Regions from separate parts of the Callithrix jacchus genome. Here region 1 is linked to region 2. Evidence: chromatin contacts called from public Hi-C data. All regions are on one chromosome and are shown on one strand. The core of a region is the stretch at or near the end of the contact, and the rest is flanking DNA. Distances in the headings are between cores, read along the strand shown.

The links. Hi-C and Micro-C count contacts between places; a contact is called where the count stands out from the background.
Region 1: a contact with region 2 is called in a Hi-C map of skeletal muscle, with 1.9 times the contacts expected there. The contact joins the promoter of UBALD2 here to the enhancer-like site in region 2. A contact is called at or near these places in 2 of 3 Hi-C or Micro-C datasets (both in skeletal muscle).

The regions. Positions count from the first base shown.
Region 1 is chr5:132,159,650-132,165,628 of calJac240_pri, reverse strand. It overlaps UBALD2 (UBA like domain containing 2), which reads right to left and starts at 4,620. Exons shown (of 3, transcript XM_008997776.5): 1 at 4,223-4,620; 2 at 3,883-3,945. The coding sequence starts at 4,342.
Region 2 is chr5:132,111,135-132,116,760 of calJac240_pri, reverse strand. The region is part of intron 2 of RNF157 (ring finger protein 157); the gene reads left to right. Among named protein-coding and RNA genes, the nearest start is that of RNF157, 24 kb to the left of the region's middle. Within about 2 kb of position 2,965, at least 1 of the 16 cell types and tissues checked has an H3K27ac peak or open chromatin away from gene starts, as enhancers often do. A contact at or near this core is called in skeletal muscle, where this site is marked.

The sequences.
Region 1 (5,979 bases), core at 3,371-5,870, 47 kb before region 2:
AGAGGGCAAGGGGGCAGCCCAGGACACCACTGTGCCTGCCTTCCCTGGGCAAGGAGACCAGGTGGCTGCTCCACCAGCCACCCTCAGATGTTCTCAGGCTGCTGGGCAAGGGAGAGCGGCCAGCGGGGAGGTTCTCCCTCCTCTGCCAACCCGGTGTGTGGATGGGTTCATACCACACTAAGGGTGACAGCCACCAGGTCTTGGAGCCTTTCCCCTTATCTTTTAACAATGACACTTAGTGGCTTCAATTATCCCCTTTGTGACAAATGAGGAAACTGAGGCCCAGAAGTCAAGTTTTGGGGCCTAGTGGTGAAGGCCCGAAAATGCACCCACAGCAGAGTGCAAGTTGAGAAGAGGAACTCCCCAGCTCCCGGGTCTGCTGGCCCAAGCTCTCCACATCCACCAGCCACACTGCCCAGACAGGGTCAAGAGCCCCATTATATCTGGTCTCCCTGAGGACAGAAACCAGGGATTTCAATTGCCTGTGTCTGTAGCCTCAGGCCACACACAGCTGGCCCGCCGTTGGCTGGAGACTGGCAGTTTCTCAGTGTGTACAGCCCCTCAGCCCTCTTCCTGGGTAGCTACAGTCCCCCATCTACTGTCTTCTGCCAGCAGCCTGGGGGCAGGGATTGGAGTGCCATCCAGGAGTACCTCGCCAGCAGCATGGGCGAGAGATAGCAGAGAGAACAAGACCACACAAAGCTGGCGGGGACCTCAAAGCCACTTTCTCCCTTTCCCAGGAAGCCATGGGAGTCCTTTGAATGTCTCCTAATTTTAGCAACACTGGCCCCTCCTCCAGGCACAGGAGTTGGGGGTGCTCTTTACCTTGAAAAAGGGATCTTCAGCCGGGCGCAGTGACTCACACCTGTAATCCCAGCACTTTGGGAGGCCGAGGCAGGTGGATCACCTGAGGTCAGGAGTTCGAGACCAGCCTGGCCAACATGGTGAAACCCTGTCTCTACTAAAAATACACACATTAGCTGGGTGTGGTGACGGGCACCTGTAATCCCAGCTACTTGGGAGGCTGAGGCAGAATTGCCTGAACCTGGGAGATGTAGGTTGCAGTGAGCCGAGATCACCACACACTCCAGCCTGGGTGGCAGAGCAAGACTCCCTCTCAAGAAAAAAAAAGAGGGAGCTTTCACACCCAGCTTTCACACCATCTTATGGTGGGGGTATAAGATACAAGGGAGGAGGACACCAGTCCACCCTGTTCACTGAGCCCCACGCCACGTCAGCACCTAGGGCACCAAGGGAGCTGTGACCCTTGCCTTCCCTAGGGGCCCCCACGGGAGGCCGAAGGACTCAAAGCAGAGGCCTGGCCCCACCCCGACCTTTCCCCTCCTCCCTCCACTACTCCCTGCCCCCGCTCCCACCCTCTGGGGCTGACTTCTCGGCAGCAGGAAACAATGAATGAAGGGTGGGGGTGGAGGCCAATTGCATCATGGCATCGTGACCGACTTCCCCAGTTCCCCAAGGCAGCAAGGCCTGTCTCCTCAAACAGCCACCAGAGAACACCTCGATGATGGCTGCAGGCCTGTGTTGGCCTGCCTGTGTGAGCTCTGGCAAGTTCTTGATCCTCTCTGAAGCTTTTCTCTGCTTCTGCCAAATCAGGATTTTGAACCAGATGCTCAAAGCCCCCTTGGCCAGTTCTCAAGAGAACCCAGTGTCCCCTGCACCCACTTCAAGTCTGTTGTGCTTTTCTCCACTTCCAACTGGGAAACACTCCTGATCAACTCGGAAGCTTCCTCCACCTGTGGGAATCTGCATTAATCTATGGGACAATCATTTGTCAATTACTCATGATTTCTGGTTTTCCCATTTTGCTGTTACTGGTCTCTAGTGTTTTATTTTTTGTTTAAAATTTTTCTTTTGATTTCTTTTGTCTAAAACAAATTGCCAGGCCGGGTGGCTCACACCTGTAATCCCAGCACTTTGGGAGCCTGAGGCAGGCCTGATCACCTGAGGTCAGGAGTTTGAGACCAGTCTGACCAACATGGAGAAACCTCGTCTCTACTAAAAATACAAAATTAGCCAGGCATGGTGGTGCATGTCTGTAATCCCAGCTACTGGGGAGGCTGAGGCAGGAGAACCGCTTAAACCCAGGAGGCGGGGGTAGCAGTGAGCCAAGATCACACCACTGCACTCCAGCCTGGGCAACAAGAGCAAAACTCCATCTCAAAAATAAAAAAGAAAGAAAGAAAGACATTGCTAACTGGGTGTGGTGGCTCACACCTATAATAATCCCAGCACTTTGGAAGGCTGAACTGGAGGATCACTTGAGGCCAGGAGTTTGAGACCAGCCTGGGTGACACAGAGAGACTCCCCCCACCCCGCCCCTTTGTCAAAAATAAAATTAGATGAAAAAAAACACGAACTTTTTGAGAGCAGGGACAGTATCCTCAACCCTGAGGCTGAGGCACTCACACTTGGGCACTGATGGACACACTGCTTATGTGTTACAAAACCTGCCGCCTTCCTTGAGGGATGCTTCCAAAGGGACTTACCATCTCCTTGGGATTTGCAGGGGACAGGAGGAACTAAACAGGAGGCCACACCAGCTCTCCCTGGGGAGCCTCTCTGTCCCTGGCCCCTCCGAATGGCTGCAGTATCTGGAAGTTCTGAGCTTTTTGAAATGGCCACAGCTGGTGGGGGGAAACCTCAGGGGCCCTCTGACAGGAGATGGCAGGGAGCTTCAAGGCTCAAGCACATGTGGGAGCTGGAGATTTCTCATGGTCAAGTGCAGGGGAGGGTGTCTCCTGGAGACCAAATCCTCTCGTGTTTTTAAGAGCCCTGTGGCCAGTGCCATGCCCAAATCATACTCAAATGCTATTTTTACTTGATTCATATACAGCATCAGCCATTCTAAGAGAAAAACTAGTTTAAATGGTCAAGATGGATCCCTCTACTTGTCCTCGGTGACTAGATGAAAACAGAGAGCCAAGCGCAAGGACACCAAGTGTTAAAAACGCCAAAAATTCACCCTAGAAGCCACAACAGCCTTCCTGGGGAACAATGTTTTCAGATCCCTATCGCTGAGCCCAGCCCCTCCTCCCCCAGCAGGGCTAATAGGTAACTAGGGGGGTAGGATAGAGGAGGGATGTCCTTGGCCTCAAGAAAGCAGGGTACCCCATGGCCAGGAGGGCAAAGGCTGGGGCCTGGGCCAGAGTTAAAGCAAATCCAGACCGGGGCCATTTCTCTGTGTGCTGGGCTGGTGGAGCTCGACACACTGAGATTAAAGGCACATTCCTGGCCTTATCTTAGGTCAAAATTTGTGTGTCCTCCTGGCTTGGGGGATGTATGTCCTTCCAACTTCCCAGTCCCCTTGGGCTTCAGAAGGGTGAACAGATCTTTGTGGGTAGAGCCCGGCTTCCTGAGCCAGGGTGGATTCGTGCCTTTCCTGTTCCCAGTAGCATTGGGTGTGTGTGTGGAGGGGGAGGGGGACTGCCACTCAACAGCACGAGGGGCTCCCCATAAACACAAACAACCCCAGCGCCCTCCCTGGGCCCTTCGTCCGGGTTTCCCAGTTCCCCAGAAGTCTGGGCATCATCCGAGCCCCCTCCCCATCCCCTGGCCCTAGGGTCCCCCAGCTCCCGAGCCCCTCGCCAGGCCCCCGGCCCTCTCCCCCTCCCTTCTACCACCAACTCTGGCGCCCCTTCCCCCCAGGGCCCAGTGCTGGGCACCAGTCCCGAGGCTAAGCAGCAGCAGCCCGAGAGGCGGGCCCCAAAGTTGGAAGCGCCACCGCCGGCCCAGGAGCCGCTCTTTCCTGGAAGACATTTTGGCTCTTTGTTTACATTCGCGGCGCGGCGCTCCCCGGCAACATGGCTGTCACTGCCGCGCTGACAGCGGCCCCGGCCCGCGCCCCTGCCCGCCGCCGCTTACCATCTGGTGGTGGTGGTGGCTGTTGGGAATGTTGGTTTCTTGGAAGAACGTGCTCAGCGCGGTCTGCGGACAAACAGGGTAGTGGCAACCGGACCCGGCGTTAGCAGGAAGCGCAGCGGCCCGGCCCGGCCCCCCACCGGCTCCCCCTGCCTCCGTGCCGGGCCCGCAGCTCCAGATCCTCGGCTGCCCCACGTGCAGAGGGAGCCATCCCCGGCCCCAGCCCCGGACCCGCGTGAGACCGGCTCGCTGTCGCCGCTCGGCTTCCCGGCCGCCGACAGGAGCGCTCCCCGCCCCCACCGCCGCCGCCCGGCGTCCCCGACCCCCGCGGCCGGGCTCGCACCTCGAACTGCCAGTGGGCCGCCTGCAGCAGCTGCTTCGCCTGGTCGGCCGCGCAGCCCGCGGCCAGCACGAACTGGTTGATCATGACCTGGTGCCGCAGCTCGTCCATGTTCACCGACATGGCGCGGCGCGGGGCCCGGCGGCTCTGGCCGGACGCAGACGCGGGGCTGAGCGGGCGCGGGAGGCCAGCCGCCCTAGGCTCCGTGGCTCGCGCTCACCGCCGCCGCCGCCGCCGCCCGCCAGGCGAATGTTGTGGTTCGGCTCCCGCGGCCCGGCCGAACCACAAACAACAGTGCGGGGCGGGGCCGGGGCGACCCAACGTTCGGGAGCCGCCGCTGATTGGCCGGCGCGCCGCTCCGCCAGCGCCAGGCTCCCGTAAGGACGTTCGATTCGAATCCTGCGGCCTGCGGGGCCCGCACTGTTTCTCTTTTCGCCCGGCCGCGCCCATTGGCGGAGCTCGGCACCGTGGGGCTCCCGGCATTGGCTGGCCGCTGTGTTTTGGCTCATCTGGCCTCGTGATTGGCCACAGCCGGGCGTTCGGGGCGGGGCCGAAGGTATTGATTGGCCTCCCACGGTCCTGTTTGAACTCAACTTGAAAACCCAGAGTGCCTGCTGATTGGCCAAGGGCCCTCTGTTTGCTGTTGTAGGCTAGGGGGTGGTGCTGCCAAGTTCATTCATTACTTCATTGAAACAGAACATGCTCAGCTGGAAAAGCAAGACCGAGTGGCTTTGACTCATTTCCTCTGAAAGATGTGGTCATCTCGAGAAACAGAATGATCAAAATAGAAAACAGAACCTTTGCAGCTGCTCAAGTCTCAAGAGCATCAAAAGCATGTAATTTTTAAAATAACTTTAAAGCAGTCCAATTTGTTCTAAAAAAATATTTGATTGAAATATAATGTATATTAGGAAAGTGCGATGTCGCAGGTACAGCTTCCAGACTTTTCATCAAGTGAACACCCAGATTAATTAACAGAACATTACCTGCACCCTAAGAATCCTCATCCTCCCCTCTTTTAATCACTACCCACCACAAGGATCGAGCAGTCTTTCCCTACGTTTTTAGACCAAAGACTTTGCTCTCTGAAGATGGAAGCCAAGATTTATGCACAATAAATTTGATATGCAAGGGAAAAAGTGAGACTTTCTCAGTGACCAATATCCCAAGCCAAGGATTTTTTTCTGGTTGAATCAGTTGACCTAACTGAAGCTTTCATTTCTTTTTTTTATCTCTTGCTTGTCACGAAAGCTAAGATGAAGCTTTAATTTTTACCATATTTTTAAAAAACAATGGGTGGAGTCTAGGTTTGGGGTGGCTTACACCTATAATCCCAGCACTTTGGGAGGCTGAGACAGGAGGATAACTTGAGGCCAGGAGTTCAACACCAGTTTGGGCAACATAGCACAGACTCCACTGTTACAAAATAAAAATAAACAATAAAAAACAGTGAGGGTTTCTACACAGATACTTTTTCTCAGTCGTAGCCCTTTAAAGCCCAAAATGTGGTTGCTGCTGTTGTTTTTGAGACAGGGTCGGAGTGCCATGCTCATGGCTCACCGAAGCCTCAAGTGATCCTCTTTGCCTCAGCCTCCTGAGTAGCTGGGACTACAGGCACACACCACCATGCCTGACTAATTTTTGAATTTTTAGTAGAGATGAGGTCTCACTATGTTTTCTAGGCTGGTCTTGAACTCCTGAACTAAAGTGATTCTCCTGCCTCAGCTTCCCAAAGCACAGGGATTACACATGTGAGCCAC
Region 2 (5,626 bases), core at 1,716-4,215:
TCTTAATCAATCAACAAATAAATGCCATTTTTTAAAAAAGGAACATCAACATTTGAGTTTTTCTTGTTGCTTTTATGTAGTAATCAAGTGTGCTTAATGTTGCACAGAACAAATGAAATTTTTTTTTTTTTTTTTTTTTGAGACAGAGTCTCACTCTGTCGCCCAGGCTGGAGTGCAGCGGCGTGATCTTAGCTCATTGCAACCTCAGTCTCCCAGGCTCAAGTGATTCTCCTGTCTCAGCCTTCTGAGTAGCTGGGATTACAGGTGCCTGCCACCACGCCCAACTATTTTTGTATTTTTTTAGTAGAGATGGGGTTTCATATCACTTCTCAGCCTTTTGGCTAAGATCAAGTGAGATCGGGTTTCACCATGTTGGCCAGGCTGGTCTTGAACTCCTGATCTCAGGTGATCCACCCACCTCGGCCTCCCAAAGTGTTGGGATTACAGGTGTGAGCCACCATGCCCGGCGAATATCTTAAAAAGACATAATTTTATGGTTTTATAAGGAGTGAAATTTTTAAAAGTCTAAAAAAATAAAAATAAAAGACAGTTTTATATTAGGAAAGCAAATCAGAGAACTTTATATAGCCACATAGAAATGTAGTATAGAGAATAAATGCAGCATGTTTCTCTTTTCTTTTCCCCACAGGTTATTTGATAATAATAATGGCTAACATTTGAACACCTAATTTTTGCCAGGGCTAATTGTTCTAAGCTTTTTATCTGTGTTATCTCATTTTGTCCTCACATCATAATGAGGAAGGTCTTCATCCGACAGGTAAAGAACATGAGGCACAGAGTTTAAATAAAGACTGCACAGCCTGTAAGGGATCAGGATTGGAACCCAGCAGTCTGGATCCAGAGACTAAGCCACTCTGCCATTTTTGCTAGTCAGGTCAGGTGTACTCAGGAACTCTGCCCACATCCTGTTTGTGAGTCCACTGTGTAGATCTTCAAGTGCAGTTTCTGAAATATTGATAGATATCTAAAAGTGCAATGAGGCCAGTGCAGTGGCTCACACCTACAGTCCCAGCTGCTCAGGAGACCGAGGCTGGTGGATCTCTTGAGCCTAGAAGTTGAAGACCAGCCTGGGCAACATAGCAAGACCCTCATCGCTACAAAATATAGAATTAAAAAAATAGGCATGGTGGTGCATGCCTCTAGTCCCAGTTACTCAGGAGGCTGAGGTGGGAAGATTGCTTGAGCCCAGGAGGCCAAGGCTTCAATAAGCTATGATCACTGCAGCTTCAGCAACAGAGCAAGAATCTGTCTCAATAAATAAATAAAAGTAGAACTAATGGCAGTGATATGTTCTCTTGGAGCGCCTTGTCAGAGTTCGTATTCCATGTGTAATTCCATCTGCTGAGCTGACCTCTGGGTTTTACCATTACTGCACAACAGGCTTGTTTAGGGGAGGGCCCAGAGATTGAAGATTGACATGTAGCTTGAGTTCTAAACAGCTGACTTCCACTCTCTAGCAAAAGATCTTGGGTGTCAGTACCTGAGTGTTAGGTTACAGAGGAGTGCGAAAGAGAACAACCTTTTAAAGCCATCCAGCAGCATGCAGCAAGAGTGGCTCCTCTTTGCAGAGAGAATGAATGTGGGTAGTGAAATTATTTGTATAAAATTAATTGTTATATTAAGGTATAAATGCCATAGACTTCCTGGCTTCTGGAATTTCCTGTCATTTCTGAAAGAGCAGACTAAAAAGTGTATTATTTGAGCTTCACACCACAGATCTACCTCTTAGGATAATCCATTAAAGCCAGTTTTTTTTCCCTCTAGAGCTAGGGTCTCATCCTATCACCCAGGCTGGAGTGCAGTGGCGTGATCATAGCTCACTGAAGCCTCAAACTCTTGGGTTCAAATGATCTGCTTGCCTCAGTCTCCTGCGTAGCTGGGACCGCAGGTGCATGCTGCTCACTGGGCCAGTTTTTTAAATTTTTTTGTAGAGATAGGGTCTTGGTTTATTGCCCAGACTGATCTCAATCTCCTGGTGTCAAGCAGTCTCCCTGCCTCGGCATTCCAAAGTGTTGGGATTACAGGCGTGAGCCACCAAACCTGGCCCAAAGCCAAATTTACTATCAAGTCTTAAGGGTCAGATTTAAAGAAACTATGTGTGTGTGTGCATGTGTGTGTGTGTGTGTGTGTGTGTGTGTGTGTGTGGTGGAAGACAGTTGGAATCTAGATTTCAAGTTTTATTTATATCTTACCATTAAACTCTTTGTAACCTTGGCAAATGTATCACTCAGGCACTCAAATTACCTACTTGTAACATGGAGACAGTTCTGACTTTAGAAGAATGTAATGCTTGGAAGATGCCTTGGAATTGCTGGACAAAAAGCAGCATGCAGCAATGTTAGCTATACTTGCTCCCTTTCCAGTGAGTTATTTCTACAGCTGTTTATCGTTCTAGGTAGAGGGATCTTCACTGGTTTCTTTGTTTGTTTGTTTTTGAAATGGAGTTGTTGCCCAGGCTGGAGTGCAATGGCGAGATCTTGGCTTACTGCAACCTCAACCTCCCGAGTTTAAGTGATTCTCCTGCCTCAGCCTCCCTAGTAGCTGGGATTACAGGTGCCTGCCGCAGCACCCAGCTAATTGTTTATATTTTTAGCAGAGATGGGATTTCACTATGTTGGCCAGGCTTGTCTCGAACTCCTGACCTCAGGCAATCCACCCACGTCAGCCTCCCAAAGTTCTGGGATTACAGGCATGAGCCACTGCACCCAGCCTCTTCACTGGTTTTTACGTACTATCTTAAGTAGTAAACTAGGCTTCTGAAGGTCTTTCTGCTCTGGTTCCTTATACAGAGGAAATAAGGTATCTGTGAATCAGTTATAAAATGTTAAATAAAGGCCATCTCTTTCCTTCCTATGTGGTGGAAGAGCTAGTGTTACTTTTCTGCTCCTTTATTGAGTTGGATCTTGTTTTGTTGAGACACTTACTGCCAAAACTCTAAGTTATTTAGAGGCTTAGTGAAATTAGGATTGTCAGAATATCAAGTAATGCCTTGACTCCTTCCTATCTGCCCTTTTTTTCTTTTTGAGACAGGGTCTTGCCCTGTTACCCAAGCTAGGGTACAGTGGCGCAGCTACAGCTCACTGCAGCCTGGAATTCCTAGGCTCATGTGATTGTCCCACCTCAGATTCTCCAATAGCTGGGACTACAAGCATGCACTGCTATGCCTGGCTATTTTCTTTTTAAAATGGGGCTTCACCATGATGGCCAGGCTGGTCTTAAACTCCTGACCTCATGTGATCCACCCACCTTGGCCTCCGAAAGTGCTAGGATTACAGGCGTGAGGCACCGCGCCCGGCCTCTTTGTTTTTTTTTTTTTAATTTTTTATAGAGACAGTGTCTTACTATATAGTCCAGGCTGGTCTCAAACTCCTTCGCTCAAGTAATCTGTCTGTCTTGGCCTCCCAGAATACTGAGATTATAGGTATGAGCCACTGTGCCCTGCCTCTACCTGCCTTTTGTAGACAGAAGTTCAAACCGTTCCTCTCATTTTATAAAGAAAGTAGTTGAGTTTTAGCCTTGCCCCTAATAGTCCATTTCCTCTTGTATGTTCTGTAGCAGGGCCCCATTGACAGCTCCTTCTTCCTCATGCTCCCGGAAACGAGGGCTACACAGCTGGCATTATTGTTTTTTCTTTTTTTTTTGAGACAGAGTCCACTCTGTCACCATGTTGGAGTGCAGTGGCGCCATCTCAGCTCACTGCAACCTCTGCCTCTTGGGTTCAAGCGATTCTCCTGTCTCAGCCTCCTGAGTAGCTGGGACTACAGACCTGCACCACCACGTCCAGCTAATTTTTGTATTTTTAGTAGAGACAGGGTTTCATCATGTTGGCCAGGATGGTCTCGATCAGTTGACCTCATGATCTGCCCACCTTGGCCTTCCAAAGTGTTGGGATTATAGGCATGAGCCACCACTGCTGGCTGCTGGCATTATTTTAAAAACTAAAATGTGCCAGGCATGGTGGCTTTTACCTATTCCCATAATTTGATCCTTCAAGTGAAGCAGAAGGATCACTTGAGCCTAGGAGTTTGAGACCAGCCTGGACAGCATAGCAAAACACTGACTCCACAAAAAAAAAAAGTTAGCTTGGGATGGTGGTACACACCTGTATTCCTAGCTGCTTTGGTGGCTGAGGCTAGAGGACTGCTTGCGCCCAAGAGGTCAAAGCTGCAGTGAGAGCCATGATTGTGCCACTGCACTCTGGCCTAAGTGACAGAGCAAGACCCTGTCTCAAAAAAAAACAAAAAAAGAAAAGAAAGAAAGAGGCCAGGCGTGGTGGCTCACACCTGTAATCCCAGCGCTTTGGGAGGCCAAGGTGGGCGCATTACTTGAGGTCAAGAGTTAAAGACCAGCCTGGCCAACATGATGAAACCCCATCTCTACTAAAAATACAAAAATTAGTCGATTACATGGTGACAGGCACCTGTAATCCCAGCTACTCAGGAGGCCTAGGCAGGAAAATTGCTTGAACCCAGGATGTGGAGGTTGCAGCGAGCCAAGATCACACTCCTGTACTCCAGCCTGGGTGGTAGAGTGAGACTCAGTCTCAAAAAAAAAGGAAAAATAAAAGAAATAAGATGCATACAGAATGTACTTTTCGTCTTTTTTCTAGTACAGATATACCAAAAGTTGTACTCAAATTTAGTTTTTGTAAATTGAACCCTTTTATTACATGTGTCAGGAAGAACAAGTTATTCAAAGGAACTCGACAGTATATCCATTTGTGACATAGGGTTTTGCACATATAGAGCTTTGTGGCTAAAAAGGAACATTATTCTGTTAGTCCCAGTGCCATTCATTCATTCCACAAATATTTATGAGTCAGAAACTGTGCTGAGAACTAGGAATGCAGATATGAAAAGACATGACTTCTGACCTGAAGAGGCTTGCTGCAGAGTGGGGCAGCTGATGTGTCCACCCTGCGAGGGACTGTGATAGGTTCTACAAGAGAGGACCAGAGTGCTCTGGAGCACAGGTCAGTGGGGATGCCCTCTATCCAGGGCAGGGGCTTCTCGGAGTTGACTCCTTTAGCCTGGAGGGATAAGCAGGATTTCCTAGGAGAGAAGAGGGGAGGTGTCTGAGGCAGGATTAATTAATAAGCAACACAAGGAAGCATGAAGATACTAAAGTGTGCTTTGGGTGCTCAGAGTGGTCAGTAGTCCATAAGGTTGGACTGTGAGGGATGCTGGTTGCAGTTGAGACCGGAAAGGCAAATTGGGTTCATATCTGAAGAGCCATGACTATTTAGAAGTTTTTATAGACTGGTCGTGGTGGCTTACACCTATAATCCCAGCACTTTGGGAGGCCAAGGCAGGCAGGTCACCTGAGGTCAGGAGTTTAAGACCAGCCTGGCCAACATGATGAAACCCCATCTTTACAAAAACTAGCCTGGGGTGATGGCGGGTGCCTGTAATCCCAACTACTTGGGAGGCTGAGGCAGGGGAATTGCTTGAACCCAGGAGGTAGAGGTTGCAGTGAGCCGAAATCACACTATTGCGCTCCAGACTGGGTGACAGAGCAAGACTCCATCTCAAAAAAAGAAAAATAATAAGTTTTAACTCTTCTTTCTATGCAGTAGAGAAGGTCATAGTCATGAATGACTTTGCCA